Linked DNA regions of Mus musculus: all the other regions are linked to region 2. A link is a contact called in public HiChIP or PLAC-seq data. All regions are on one chromosome and are shown on one strand. The core of a region is the stretch at or near the end of the contact, and the rest is flanking DNA. Distances in the headings are between cores, read along the strand shown. Region 1 overlaps LOC115487086 (a long non-coding RNA gene). Region 2 holds the start of Uxs1 (UDP-glucuronate decarboxylase 1). Region 3 overlaps Fhl2 (four and a half LIM domains 2).

What was found. HiChIP or PLAC-seq counts read pairs in DNA pulled down with a chosen protein or histone mark.
Region 1: an H3K27ac HiChIP or PLAC-seq map of embryonic stem cells shows a contact between it and region 2, with 5 read pairs. The contact joins the enhancer-like site here to the promoter of Uxs1 in region 2. A contact is called at or near these places in 8 of 39 promoter capture datasets (the 3T3-L1 cell line, cranial neural crest, embryonic stem cells and 3 more), 1 of 484 Hi-C or Micro-C datasets (cranial neural crest) and 5 of 115 datasets of contacts at active chromatin or transcription factors (astrocytes, embryonic stem cells, pro-B cells and 1 more).
Region 3: a contact with region 2 is called in an H3K27ac HiChIP or PLAC-seq map of T-cell acute lymphoblastic leukemia, with 4 times the contacts expected there. The contact joins the enhancer-like site here to the promoter of Uxs1 in region 2. A contact is called at or near these places in 3 of 39 promoter capture datasets (the 3T3-L1 cell line, embryonic stem cells and liver), 1 of 484 Hi-C or Micro-C datasets (cortical neurons), 8 of 115 datasets of contacts at active chromatin or transcription factors (T-cell acute lymphoblastic leukemia, astrocytes, bone marrow-derived macrophages and 5 more) and 1 of 9 other capture datasets (embryonic stem cells).

The regions. Positions count from the first base shown.
Region 1 is chr1:43,300,170-43,304,895 of GRCm38.p6, reverse strand. It overlaps LOC115487086 (a long non-coding RNA gene), which reads left to right. Exons shown (of 3, transcript XR_003947810.1): 2 at 3,284-3,482. Among named protein-coding and RNA genes, the nearest start is that of Gm29040, 41 kb to the right of the region's middle. Within about 2 kb of position 1,930, at least 32 of the 459 cell types and tissues checked have an H3K27ac peak or open chromatin away from gene starts, as enhancers often do.
Region 2 is chr1:43,824,907-43,829,396 of GRCm38.p6, reverse strand. Uxs1 (UDP-glucuronate decarboxylase 1) reads left to right here and starts at 1,558. Exons shown (of 15, transcript NM_026430.4): 1 at 1,558-1,782. The coding sequence starts at 1,689.
Region 3 is chr1:43,128,881-43,132,981 of GRCm38.p6, reverse strand. Fhl2 (four and a half LIM domains 2) reads left to right here. Exons shown (of 6, transcript NM_010212.4): 4 at 1,161-1,330. Among named protein-coding and RNA genes, the nearest start is that of AI597479, 32 kb to the right of the region's middle. Within about 2 kb of position 2,616, at least 22 of the 459 cell types and tissues checked have an H3K27ac peak or open chromatin away from gene starts, as enhancers often do. A contact at or near this core is called in T-cell acute lymphoblastic leukemia, where this site is marked.

The sequences.
Region 1 (4,726 bases), core at 681-3,180, 520 kb after region 2:
TGTTAGCGTTTCCAGGGCTGCTGTGACAAATTACCATCAAGTAGTAATTATGGTTTCAATGTGAGATCTCCCACATAGGCTCGGGTGTTTGAATATTTGGTCTCCAGCTGGTGGCACTGTTTTGGGAGGCTGTGGAGCCTTCCATTCTGTAGCCTAGGCAGCAGAATTGAGTCATTGACAGTGAGCTTTGTGTTGATATCTGATTCCAGTTTTAGCCCCAGATCTTGCTTCTGATCTGCCAAGGAGGGAGCAAGCTGTACTACAAGCCCCCACTGCCATGGACAGGCCCTGCTCTTGCCACTAGGCTCTCCCACCATTAGAGCCTTGATGTCACTTGAAACCATGAGCTGGAATAACAAACTTAGCCTGCTGAAGCCACTGCTGCCTGGAATTTTGTCACAACCTTGAGAAAAGTAATAAACACAGTGGCTTAAGATAACACAAATGTGCCTGTGTGTCTGTGGGTTAGAAGTTCCACAGAGGTATCATGGGGCTAAAGCCAAGGTCCAGGTAAAAGTGTGTCCCTTTCAGAGGAGAGAGAAGAATCTGTTGTCTATTTTTCCTGGGGACTGCCCATGGTCCTTGGCTTATGGATCTTCCTCCTCTTCAAAACCAGCAATGTTGGGTAGTATCCTGACATTGTCTCACTCTGACTCACTCCCAGTTTCCCTTTTCTACTCCCCCCCCCCCCCGAGACAGGGTTTCTCTGTGTAGCCTTGGCTGTCCTGGAACTCACTTTGTAGACCAGGCTGGCCGCAAACTCAGAATTCCACTGACTCTGCCTCCCAAGTGCTGGGATTAAAGGTGTGCACCACCACTGCCCGGCTTCCGTCTTCTAACTTTTAAGGACCTTGTGATGGCAAGCGAGGTAATCCCTCATAATCCTCTCATTTGAAGACCTATTGATTAGCAGCTGTCATGGCGTTTTGTCAGGTATTCTATTGCAGGTCCCTTGAAAATGAGTTGGCCTTCAAACCCCCAGCACCTCAGAATGCAGCCTTGTTTGGAAAGAGAATCATTTCATGGGGATCTTGTTGCTGTTTTGTTTGTTGGTTTGTCTGTTTGACAAGAAGAGGCTCATACTGGAGCAAATGACTCCTGAATCAATCAGGCTGGTGTCGTCAACACACTGCCATGGGAAGGTGCAGGCACCTGGGTGCATGCCATATGAAGACAGAAACAGACTGGAGCAATGCCTCTAAAAAGCCAGAGAACTTAGGAACTATAAGACATCAGAAAAAGAAAGAAAGGAACCCCTTACCCCTGTAGGTACTCTGACAGAAGCATAGTCCATCAACACTTTGAGGTCAGACAGAGAGCCTTTAGAACTGCAAGATGACAAGCTTGTTTGTTTGTTTGTTTGTTTGTTTGTTTAAGAGTCTAAGCTTGTGGTGCCTTCTTATAGCAGTACTAGGGGGTGGATAAGCTATTTGAGGTAATGGTGCCAGCTTCCAAGATGTGAATATGTCTTTAAACATGTATAACTTTATAACCATAGTGGCTGTTATCTTGACAGGACAGTAGAGGAATTCTATGCATTTGCTCCAGTCTTTATTTTTAAATATGGCTTATATGGCAAATAGCTTTCATGTATGGAGATAATATCTACCCTGGAATGAAAGAGGTTTTTTTGTTTTAATTTGAATTTTGTTGTAGTTACTCTCAGTGAAATAAAGAGTTGCCTCTCTGGGGGCAAAGCCCAAGTGATCTACTATCACCAGAAACCACTCCTCTGATCGTAACAAAATGACCCACTGGTGGGGTGGATGTCAGCTAGTCCCCTTGCGATGCCCTGTGGGACTTGAGACCTTGGAAACTGAAAGTGAGGGAACACTGGTTAGTTTTCAAGCATAGTGAATCTCAAACCGTGGACAGGTCTTGGCATAGAATCTGTGTCATAGATGAGTCAAGCAGGAAGTTGGCTAAGTGGAAGAGAGACTCCAGTGAGTCTCTGTCATTGAACGAGTTAGCATGGCCCAGGAGGACGACCTTGGCTTGCCTACTCTTGTCACCGCCTGCTCACCCCCTTCAGCCTCCAAGTAGAGCTCCTGAACGTCAAGCATCGATGTTATAGAGGATGTTAGAGGTACACCGTGAGGCCATGCCTTAGACTTACTGAGTGGAACACTCCAGCTGAGCCAGCATCTGTGTTTCTGTTAGCCTTTTGGGAAACACTGGCCTGTCTAGCACTGCATGATCCCCTTTGGTGGTCTTGGTGAGTGCAAATGGGAGTGTTTAGAGGGAGTCTGAAGTCAAGTATGAACTATAAGAGCAAGACCTTTGCCTGGCCATCGTGATTCCTCGGACTCATTCAGTGAAACGTGGCAGGGTCTCTGTGCTTTCCTAGACCATCACCCTCTACCCGCTTACTCCAGGGAAGAGCAGACCTTTTGCTGAGATTACATCACCATTTTAGTCTGCTCTGTGTTGCTGAAACAGACTCCTACTAGCTTAGTAATTAATAAAGGAAAACAATTACTGCTCGTAGTTCAGGAAGTGGGAAGTCTGGTGTGGGGGTAGAGGTGGGGCTTTATCTAGAGACAGTCTCTGTGCTTGCTTATTGCATGATGTAATATAATACCGAGCGATGTGAGGTGGGAGGCAGAGAGAGAAGTGAAGCAGCCAAACTCACACTTTCATTTTTTATTAATTAAAAATCTACTTATGCCCACCCAGAGATACTGGCATTGCCCATCCAGGAGGACAGATTTCTCAGGACTCCTTTCCTTCTCCGAGGTACCATCTCCTTGGTGGACACAACTGGGCTGCAGCAATCAGCTTCAGCATTTTTTGTCTGTTTGATGCTCCAATCACAAGGAGGCAGGCTTGGGCTTCCAGGCTCCACTATACCCTAGGGAAAGAAAGAGGTGGAAAGGAGGGGGAGGATGATTTCTGGGGCTGGAGCCTGACTTTGCCCCTAAGTAAAAGTGAGCTGAGAAATCTGCAGACAGGTTTAACCCTGTCCTCACACTTGGAGGGGGCCTGCTGCTTGTCTGCTGATCTTTCTCGGGAGACTGATGGACGTATGCATGCATGCGTAGGGTATTCATGCATGCATATGTGTGAGTGTGTGTGTGTGTGTGTGTGTGTGTGTACAAAAGCGATGGATGTTCTTGATGGAAGAGTGCAATGTTTCATACTTGTGGATAAAGTTGCCACTTGTAGGAAGTAAAAATGAAGTCTTCGGCAATCACTGAAAGGCAGCATAGTAGAGGAACAAGCAAATCCTGAGCGATCCCACAGGACTTCTTTTCTACCAGGCTTTTCCTCTTTCCATTTCCAGGCAAATCACAGCGTTGGAAAACACTCTCATCACTACACCGAGAGCCTTCCAATGGAGACTTAACAGAATGCCAACTGCAGCAACAGAAGGAAAAACTTGGGTAGCAAGAAAGCGCGTCCATATTCTTCCGTTCAGTTATAATGAGGGGTTTGAAGGTATCAGATCCTGCCCGGCATGGGCCTGACATCCCAAGAGACAGGTACAATTTCTGTTCCCAGCTTTGCTCCATCTTCTAGCCAGCTCATCCTGGAAACAAAATTTCTGTTTTCTGGGGGATGTGCATTAACCCCGATCACCTCTGAGCTTCCCAGGATTCACCGTAGGCCCCTTTATGCTGCCCAGTGGATGCTTGCGTGGACTATTTATACATACTTTGATGGCTTTTCACCAATGGACCAAACAGCTCTCCTCAAATATGAATACGCTTTCTCAAAACTTAATTCTCCTGACTAGATTTTAGGTATCCCCCATCAACAGGTAAATCTCAAAATCTGCCAAAGGAACTCCCTGTACATAATCAAGGTGATTATATTCAAATCCCACCTTGTGAGAACGTGTATGTTTGGCCCCCAATGCAGCCTTCATAGGGTACCATATGGATATGAGGATGGGCTCAAGCACAGCAAAGGGATCCCCTGAACTGCCCATACCTGAGCAGAGAGGGACACGGCCCATAGACGTCATACAGTGTCATACAGTGGGGTTCCAGAAGCGTGATCCTTGAAGGAGTTGCAACCATTCAGCTCCTCCCCCACAGGAAGCGACAGGCAGTTGTGGGTCTCTGAGGGAAGAAGGCCACCTGCCCTTATCTGTGTTTTTACTTGGGCACTGCTTAGCATTAAACCTGGCTTCAAATGTCATTGGGAAAAAAAAAGTAGGCCAAGGCCAGGAAGAGGAGGTGTCAGTTGTGATCTGTTGAGAGGAGAAGGAAGGCTTAGACAAAGCAGGAGACTTGGACACCCAGAAGGGTTTGGAAGCCACTGGAGAGTAGCCATTAGGCTTGTGCTTGTCCTTAATGCTTACAGCATCCTCATCCCTGATTCCAGTAGTTCACCATGCCTACAGCATCCTCATCCCTGATTCCAGTAGTTCACCATGCTTACAGCATCCTTACTCCTGGTTCCAATAGTTCACCACACTTACAGCATCCTCACTCAGACCAGACTCTGAGTCTTACACCAGGAAATCACTCTCATCCTAGTCCAGCCTCTGAATACCCCACATGACTTCCAGGAGGCCTCAGCTTCTTACCTGAAACAGTTTTAGTTTGGAGTGCCCTTAGACTTTTCTATTCTCTATTCTAGGTCCTTTTCTATTGGAACAGTCTCTTCTTAGCGGTGGTCTCTCATCCTTGTCCCCAGGTCAGAGACCATAGTCATTAGGATGCCAACGTCTCTACCAAAAACCTATTGTCCAGAAGACTAAGTGCCCATAACCTTGGCC
Region 2 (4,490 bases), core at 309-2,808:
ACTATTTTATGGAGGTTTTTCATGTTTCAGCAGCTTGCTTCTTTGGAGCTCTCGTAGTAATTATAATCCAGTTGCACTCCAGAAAACCCCATCAGAGCAGATATACCTACCCAGCTCCACAGCCCCTAGTGCACAGGGAATATCATTCAACTCCATTTCCTTTCCTGGATGCACTTAAGATATACACCATAGATCTGTACAATGTTACAGACAAAAGGGTATGCATTTATTATGACAATTTCCTGACAGATGGATGGAAGGTATCTTAAGGAAAGAGGACTTTTCTGATTCTATCAAATACCCTAAGGCCTAGCAGAACATGTGTTTCTGAAGACTCTTTGTATGCATTCCCTTAGGATATAGCTTGACAGGTACAATACAGTACTGGGTGATACAGTCCAAAATCAACTGATTAATTCACCATTTCCTATCACTATTGCTCAAAGCAAAGTTTTATGGGTCACTTTTAGGAACCTCTGTGTTCTACACTATTAATGTAGTTACTTTTGACAAGAGTCTGCCTATTTGATAGGATGTGGAGCTTTTGCTCTAAATTGTCCTTTCAATGGATAGTTTTTAGTTCTTAAAACTCACCAGAAAATTCCTGAATTGGAAATGACTTACAGATGGAGACATGAAAATCCAGAGTCACAGTCTCCGGTCTATGTTCTTCCCTCCTTAACCATGCAGACATCCCAACATTACAGTACACTCATACAATCTGAAGATGGCAACCCTTTCTTCATAGGTCTTCAAGCAGCCCTCATGTTTCTATCTTTTATCAGGGTTGTTATGAATGTGAAACTGTCTGCCAACACTGAGTCTCATTAATATTCAAACATCTGAGAGGAAAAGTACCTCAGATCTCATTGTGCTATGCTTAAGGAGAAGACATAACCAGAGCATTCTGTCTCGCTTTTGGTAACTATGATCAGGCAAAGTGTCTGTTGTTCTGAAATTATTCCCATACACTTTGTACCAGAAATGATCCCTGCTCATTTCTGCTGTTCCCACTGCAGTGTGGTTTGTCCTAAATTCCAACGATTAACAACCTCTTCATGATAATATACCCTTCATCTTTAAAATAAAGAAAATGAAGAGAAGTGTTGTCGATTCACCGGCGCGTTTGGGATTTATCACTTTCCTGCCTTGCAAAAAGAACAGCTAAGAAGGCAACTTACTAGCCCCGCACTCATAGAAACTCAACTGTTCACTGTCAAGACACACCAATTACAGCAAACCAGTTCTTCATCTCCAACAGCGCGAGGCCACAGCCCAGCCGGCCGTGTAGGACTAAGAACGCGCAAGCGCCCTGCAAGTTGCAGGCGAACTTCCGAGATCCGCGCCAAACGTCGAACGCTACCCCAGCAGCGAAAAGGGGGCAAGCACACTGGGCTGCGCATGCGCGCTCCGAGCCACCCACTGTGCCCACCCATCCCTGGTTGATTGACACCATCCTGAAAACTCAGGGATTACACTGCGCTTGCGGGGAAAAGGAGGATGAGGGCGGGGCACGGCTGTGGGCGGAGCCGGAGGCCGGGACCCAGCCGCGCGAGCGCAGTGGTTTAGCCGGCAGGAAGCCGGGCGCGCGGGGGTGGGGCTGGTGCACGGGGGCGGGGCTCGGGCCGCCGCGCATTGTGCTGCGGCTGGCCGGCGCGGCAGGCCCCGGACCCGAGCGGTTCCCGGGCATGGTGAGCAAGGGGCTGTTGCGCCTTGTCTCTTCAGTCAACCGCAGGAGGATGAAGCTTCTGCTCGGCATCGCGCTGTTCGCCTACGCCGCCTGTGAGTGCGTGCGCGGTGGGCGGGAGCCCATTCATTCCCGCGCGGCGGGGAGCGGGCGCTGCGGCCGAGCAGCAGGCTGTTCAGGGCCGGGGACCGGTTCACAGCTTCCACGAGGCTGAACTTGTGCTGTGGAGCCGCTGGCCGCTTTGCTTGCTGCCCGCTTCCGCGTAGGCCCGGCGTCGGACCGGTGGCCGGTGTTGGGGCCTTTGCCCGGGACGCGGTGGACACGTTCCCCGAGCTGTAGACACTGCGGACTCGGCCAACCTCGCAGCGCCCGCCAGCTCGTACTGACCCGAACCGCTGTGCTGTGCTGTCCACAGCACCCAGGGTTAGGGTTAGGGTGAACCTGGAGAGTGCGGCGCGGGGACATCCTTGGGGACGGTGCTGGTTAAGTAGGATAAAAATATTATAGCTATTGGCAGGGTCCCTGCTCCGACTGTTTGCTCCGCAGGAAAATTACTCAGCAGCTGAGTGTTGCCATTCTCCGTGGATGCCCTGTGTGGCCATGCTCTGATATCCTGTCTCACACTCCCCGCTCCCCACTCTCCTCCCGCGCCACCAGGTACTCCTCCAGCGTGTCGCGGAAGGAGGCACAGCATAGGGGGCAGGCGGGGCGGGTGTCAATTGGATCCTTAGCCTGTTTATCTTGAGGGGCCCTCAGCTTCTCAGAGAAGGCAAAGTCTAGTTTTTTGGTGTTTGTTTGTTTGTTTTTGCTCTGTGCAACTGGATATAACAGCTATTACTACTTTACCAAGTACCAAAATTGGGCTAAAAATAGCTCTCAGAGTGAGTGAGCTCCTTCTGAATCCTGGCCACCCAGGCAAACATACTCGAATGAAAACTGCTAAGTGATTGAGTTTCCAGGGTCTGATTCCCAGGTGAGTAGGTACTTTGGAACGTGGGTTCAACTGATGGGATGATGGTGTTAGTAGGATGCAGACTGGCTGCTACAGCTCAGCTGTTGCAAGAGGAGGAGGAGGAGGAGGAGGAGGAGGAGGAGGAGGAGGAGGAGGAGGAGGAGCAGGAGGAGGAGGAGCAGCAGCAGCAGCAGCAGCAGCAGCAGCAGCAGCAGCAGCCAGGAAGCTCTGGAAAGGCTTCTGGTTGCTAGGAGAAGTTTTAGATCTGGGTGGCTTGGTAGATTTGATTGGTTTCAGCAAGGAAGGAAGAATTAACTTCAAGTGTGGTCTGTATTGAAGAAGATGATTATTCAAGAAAAAGACCCCTTACAGCTGAGTAATTATTACTGTTTTATTAGTAATGCCTAAGTTAGCTGAGTGCTTAACTGTATGTATAGGTATGATCCTTATCCTGCCAGGGGTAATACAGGTAAATATGAATAGTAATAGTGTTTTATGGGTGAGAAAATTAAAAGCATGAGGGATTAGCACCTTTATCAATCTTAGAGGGCCAAGATTCATTCCAGCCCGAAAGGCAGTGATCTGGGTCTAGAAGTCAGGTCTCTGGATAGCAATTTCAGGGCTGATTTACTTAGGGAGGGATACCGAAGTGAGGCATAGGTGTTTAGAATTGATAATAGGGAATTTATGAAGCTATAGCAAGAGTTTTCATTTGACCATCATGTTTCTCTCAGTTGTTAACATTGTCAGTTGTAGACAGTGGTAACAGGGCACAGCATGAAGTGCAGAAACATCAGGGTTTTGCCTTGATGGTACAGAACATAGACCCAGTAGTTCAGCACACTCTTGAGTGCATCAGAGTCATCCAGTAGGGTTTTAAAACAGTTTGTTCTGTGTTCAGCGGTTCTGGGATGTGGCCTGATAATTTCCATTTTCAATAGCTTGGTTTATCGAGTAGTTTCTTGTTTGTCTTTTATTTATATTTGTTTCACTCTGTAGTCTGGGGTGGCTTCAGAGTCTCAGCAACCCAGAAGTCCTTCTGAGGGAGACAGCGCTTTGAGAACCATTTGCTTGGAAAGAGAAGGTCCTGAGTCCAGTACTCATGTCAAAAAAAGGTTAAGTTTACAAACTGATGTGGTGGGAGGGGATGGGTTAGAAATCAAGTGTGTTGGATTCCCTGAGAAGCCAGGATGTGAGCTGAGAATGAAGGATATGTAGGGGTTAACAGGAGAGAATGCTCCAGAAAGAGCAGCACTTGCGGAGGTCCTTTGGCACTGAAGATCAAATAGTAGTAGTCTAGTAATGCATGGAAGAGCAGTGTTCTGGGAGTGTCAGATCGCAGCACAACAATGATGCTACCCAGGCAGGCAAGGACTAGAGCAGGCAGCTCAGAGAATGGGTGTTGAGTATACTGTGAGGATTTAAAGGCTGGTTGGAGACAATATTAGTAATGAGAGGTAGCAGTAAGTCTGAGCTGCTTTGCCACGAAAATGTTACAGAGCTGCTGATTGGTCATAATAGGATGCTGGAAATGTAGTCTGGTGGCACCTGTGATTTCTCTTTAAATAAAATACCTTTTATTATTTGACAAATTCACATGTAAACAATGTTTCATATACACCCCAACTCACCCTTTCCTCTCCTCTAGATACCCCAAGCCCCTTCTTTTTTGTTGTTAGTAACCCACTGAGTTCATTCAATGCTGACCCATCTTGTTGACTTGATCTTGCGTAGGTAACTGCAGCTGCAGGGAGTTCATGGTTACAGTGGTTGTGTTGTTTCCTAAAGACAGTGTTTCACAGTGCTCCTCCCCACCCTTCAGCCCTTTGGTTGGCCTCCTGTTCTCTAATA
Region 3 (4,101 bases), core at 1,367-3,866, 700 kb after region 2:
ATTCCCTCCATCCTTAGCGAGTATCTTCTGAGACCCTCCATTGATACTACTAAGCCTACATTTACTCTGCTTTATGACAAACTTTAGTGAGTTGAACATAGTAAAAGTAAGTAAAATAAGGCTATATGAACCCAAGGACTGTAGTATCATGATAGTTGGTCTTGCAATGAGGTGGATTGGTAGCAAATACAGTGTGGATGCCCTGGGAAACAGGAAAATACCCATCCTTTTTTTAAAAGATGTATTTGTTTATTTTTATGTATGTGAGTACACTGTAGCTGTACAGATGGTTATAAGCCTTCATGTGGTTGATGGGAATTGAATTTTTCGGACCTCTGCTTGTTCCAGTCAATTCTGCTTGCTCAGGCCCCAAAATCTATGTATTATTATATATAAATACACTGTAGCTGTCTTCTGACACACCAGAAGAGGGTGTCAGATCTCATTACAGGTGGTTGTGAGCCACCATGTGGCTGCTGGGATTTGAACTCAGGACCTTCAAAAGAGCAGCCAATGCTTTTACCCACTGAGCCATCTTGCTAGCCCCGATAATCACCATCCTTGTAGACTGGGTAGGAGAGTACACTTTCTCATCACACTACCCAGAAAGGTGTGCAACTTTCTTTAATGAATGAATTGTATATCTCTGGAATTTTCCGTTAAATATTTTCAGTTTGACCTGAGTCTGACCACAGATAACCGAAAGAAATTTAAACCATGAGTATAGAGAGTAACTGTTGCTAAGTAGTGACCTTCACCAACTCTACCACATAAGCATTAACTAACCATGCTGAGTTTCATCTATATTTTACCATGTGAAAATGCACTTTAAATTTTTTATTTTGTTAATTTTAGTTTATTAATAAAATTTACTGATATTTATTTTATTAATTTTTATTTCCACTTAAAACTCCCAACCACCATATTTAATGTAAACTTCAAGTACTTACTCCGTACCATATTGTTCTAGGATTGCATGTATAGCGTTGAAACAAAAGGCAAAATAGAAATTATCTCCAGTTAGAGAGGAGCCATTGAGAGCAGAAGAGACTTGCCATGTCATGTAACACTAGGTAGGAGGTAACAGGCTCTGGAGGCACGTTACTGGGACTCCAGCCAGTCTAATGGCACCCGCTGATTTCTCTCGCCTCTGACCACAGGTACCCGCAAGATGGAATACAAGGGCAGCAGCTGGCACGAGACCTGCTTCACCTGTCAGCGCTGCCAGCAGCCCATTGGAACCAAGAGCTTCATACCTAAGGAGAATCAGAACTTCTGCGTGCCCTGCTATGAGAAGCAGTATGCCCTGCAGTGCGTGCAGTGCAAAAAGGTGCTCGGGATCCCTTGGGGCCTCTTGTCCTTCTCAGCTTCCATCCTTGGCCCAGCTGTCATGAAGGGATGCCTGTCACATCTCTATGCTACGAGAGCTTGCCCATTCCTGCCTTGCGCATCTGTTCTCTTGGGTGTCTGTGTGTTGATCTATTGGGTCTGTGATCTGGTCTTTATCATGCCTTCAAGAACATTTCCAAATGTTATTATCTGATGTTGGAGGGAAGGGAAACTCTTTATCCTTAGCCTGTCTCTGCTAAGCTGATCTGGAATAAATAAGAACCAGAGAGGAGCTCTGCCACACCCTCCCACATACCTCTCCATGGATGGTGACACTTCCAGGACTTCAGTACCCATTAGGACCTATACCGGCCTGTTAAACCCTTTCCCTCCCTCACTTCCTTGCCCTCCTATGCCCTCCGCTCTCCTCACTCCCCTGCTGCCCTGCCCTCCACCACATCTGTGGCAGTTTTTTGCTTACCCCCTGCACTTGTCTCTTCTGGGATCTCTTTCTGCTGTTCAGCCACCACTTCTGGCTTGGAAACAGTTTGGTCCCTTCCAGCAAGGCTCATCTTGATGTGGTAGGGGAAGCTCTCATTGGGTTCACCCATAATGAACTCTGTAAGCAAGGCAGGGAGCACATCCTGAATGCTGTGTTCACTCGTGTATGTTTGATGGCCATAGAGTCTATTTATTTGTGCATATGCACAACAGAAACCTGAGCACCGTTTAGTGGTTGTTGACCTGTAGATCAGCTCCACTGCCAGGGCTACAAACCTGCAGGCACCCCTACAGACTCCACATGGCAACACTATGATAGCAGTCCCTGTGGCTCCTTTAAGTCACTCCTCCTGTCATCTGCTCATCCATATGGTCCTTTTAGCTGCAAAAGTGCAGCAGGCACAGTCTTGTGGGTGCATGCCTTTGTATATGTGCTCCCTAAATACACTCAGGGCTTTCAAGCTGGGCATGTCCATCCTCAGGCAAGGAAAGACACCCTATGGCACGAGGGGTCTGAGGACGGGCGGGACATTCAAAGGATGGATTTTAATCCTCGTGGAAATGATTCTGCAGCCAGCAGGGTGTCCTGATACATGTGCTGTGAGACAGGACAGATTGGTCACAGAGTAGATAACAAGAAGAACCAGCTAAGGTGGGGTGGAGGGTGGAGGGTGGAGGTTGGGGGTATTGAGGAAAGAAATCTCCAAGAAAGCCATGCTTAAGATGAAGTGAAGCTGAGCCAGCTGCTGTGGTGTGAAGAGGGGTGGAGGAGGGTGTGAGGAGATGTGGAGGGAGTGGGAGGAAGTGGAAAGTATGAAGAGAGGAGGAGTCTTGGGGGAGTGAATAAAAGATGTGAGGTAGAAGGGTTAAGAGGAGGAAGGGGCAGGAAGGGAGAGGAAGGGGGAAGGGGGGAAAGAAAGGTGGAGGAAGGGGAAGAGTAAGAAGGGGGAAGGGGAGGAAGGGAAGGGGAGAGGAGTAAGGGAAGTGGAGTAAGTGGGGGAGGGGAGGAAGTGAGGGAGGGGAAGGAAGGGGAAAAGGAAAGGGGAGGGGGAGGGGGATGGGAAGGAGGGGAGAGGGGAAGGGAGAGGGGGGAGGGGAGGGAGGAAGTGGGGGAGCATAGGGTATAGGAGACAGAAGAGCGGAGAAGGGTGTGAAGGGTACTAGATCCAGAACACATAGGGAGGACCAGAGGAAACTCAAGACAGAGCAAGCATCACCTTATATATACATGCTTCCTCTATCTCCCAGAACATGGAGACCCAGAATATTTTTTCATAAATTCCATTTCTGGGGCAGGGCAAATGATTTCTCATGTGTGGTTTAATGACAAGAGCACTGGACAGAAGGGAGTCTTAATTCTCCTTCTTGCCTTGTCATTAACTGATTCTGACTTAATTCTTGGACAATATCTGGGACTCAGTTGCTTCATCTACAGCCTAAAAATAGCATCTTGCCACACAAGCTTCATGCAGGGACTTCAGAAATGGCCAAATGCTGCCATACTGTTCATAAGGTAAAGAGCACTGGGGCAGGGCCTATCTTCTGTGGCCACTGCACGTCGAGGTGAGGCTCACTTAGCCTCCCCTGACTTCTGATTCTACTCTCCACCATGATTTAAACTCATATGGAGAGCAATATTTGGAGGTTACTGGATGCAGTTGAGGTATGGCAAGCTGTTTATCACCTTGAAGCTTCTTCAGAAACCTCCTATGACTTAAGATAGGGCGAGGATAAAGGCCTTCAGGGTCCCACGCCAGCAGATGCAGGTTCCAGAAAGCCTCTGCCTTTCTGCCTCTCTAGTTACTGTACAGGCTGAGCATGAGAGTAGAGCTGGAGAGGCCATCAGTTGCTGGGATTTGAAGGAAGGCTTCCACAGAGATTCATCCTTTTCTCTTCATCACTCCGACTTTGTAGACAGAACTGAGGTACTGAGGTCTCTAGCTACAGGATCTCAGGGCTGCTCAGAAGTAGCAGTCGATGCCTTCAATGTTATCTCTGACCACTGTGCTACCTTCCTATCTGGGATGGTGACAATGCCCCATGGCACTCATTCCTTCTGTTCCCCTGCACTACTGTGAAACCTAAAGACCCCACATCACTAGGGAGAAAGCCAGGAACCGTAGCAATGGTATGGATGATAACATGAGGTGCCTGGGGTATGAAGTTCCTTTTCTTTTCTCTTTTCTCTTCTCTTCTCTTCTCTTCTCTTCTCTTCTCTTCTCTTCTCTTCTCTTCTCTTCTCTTCTCTTCTCTTCTCTTCTCTTCTCTTCT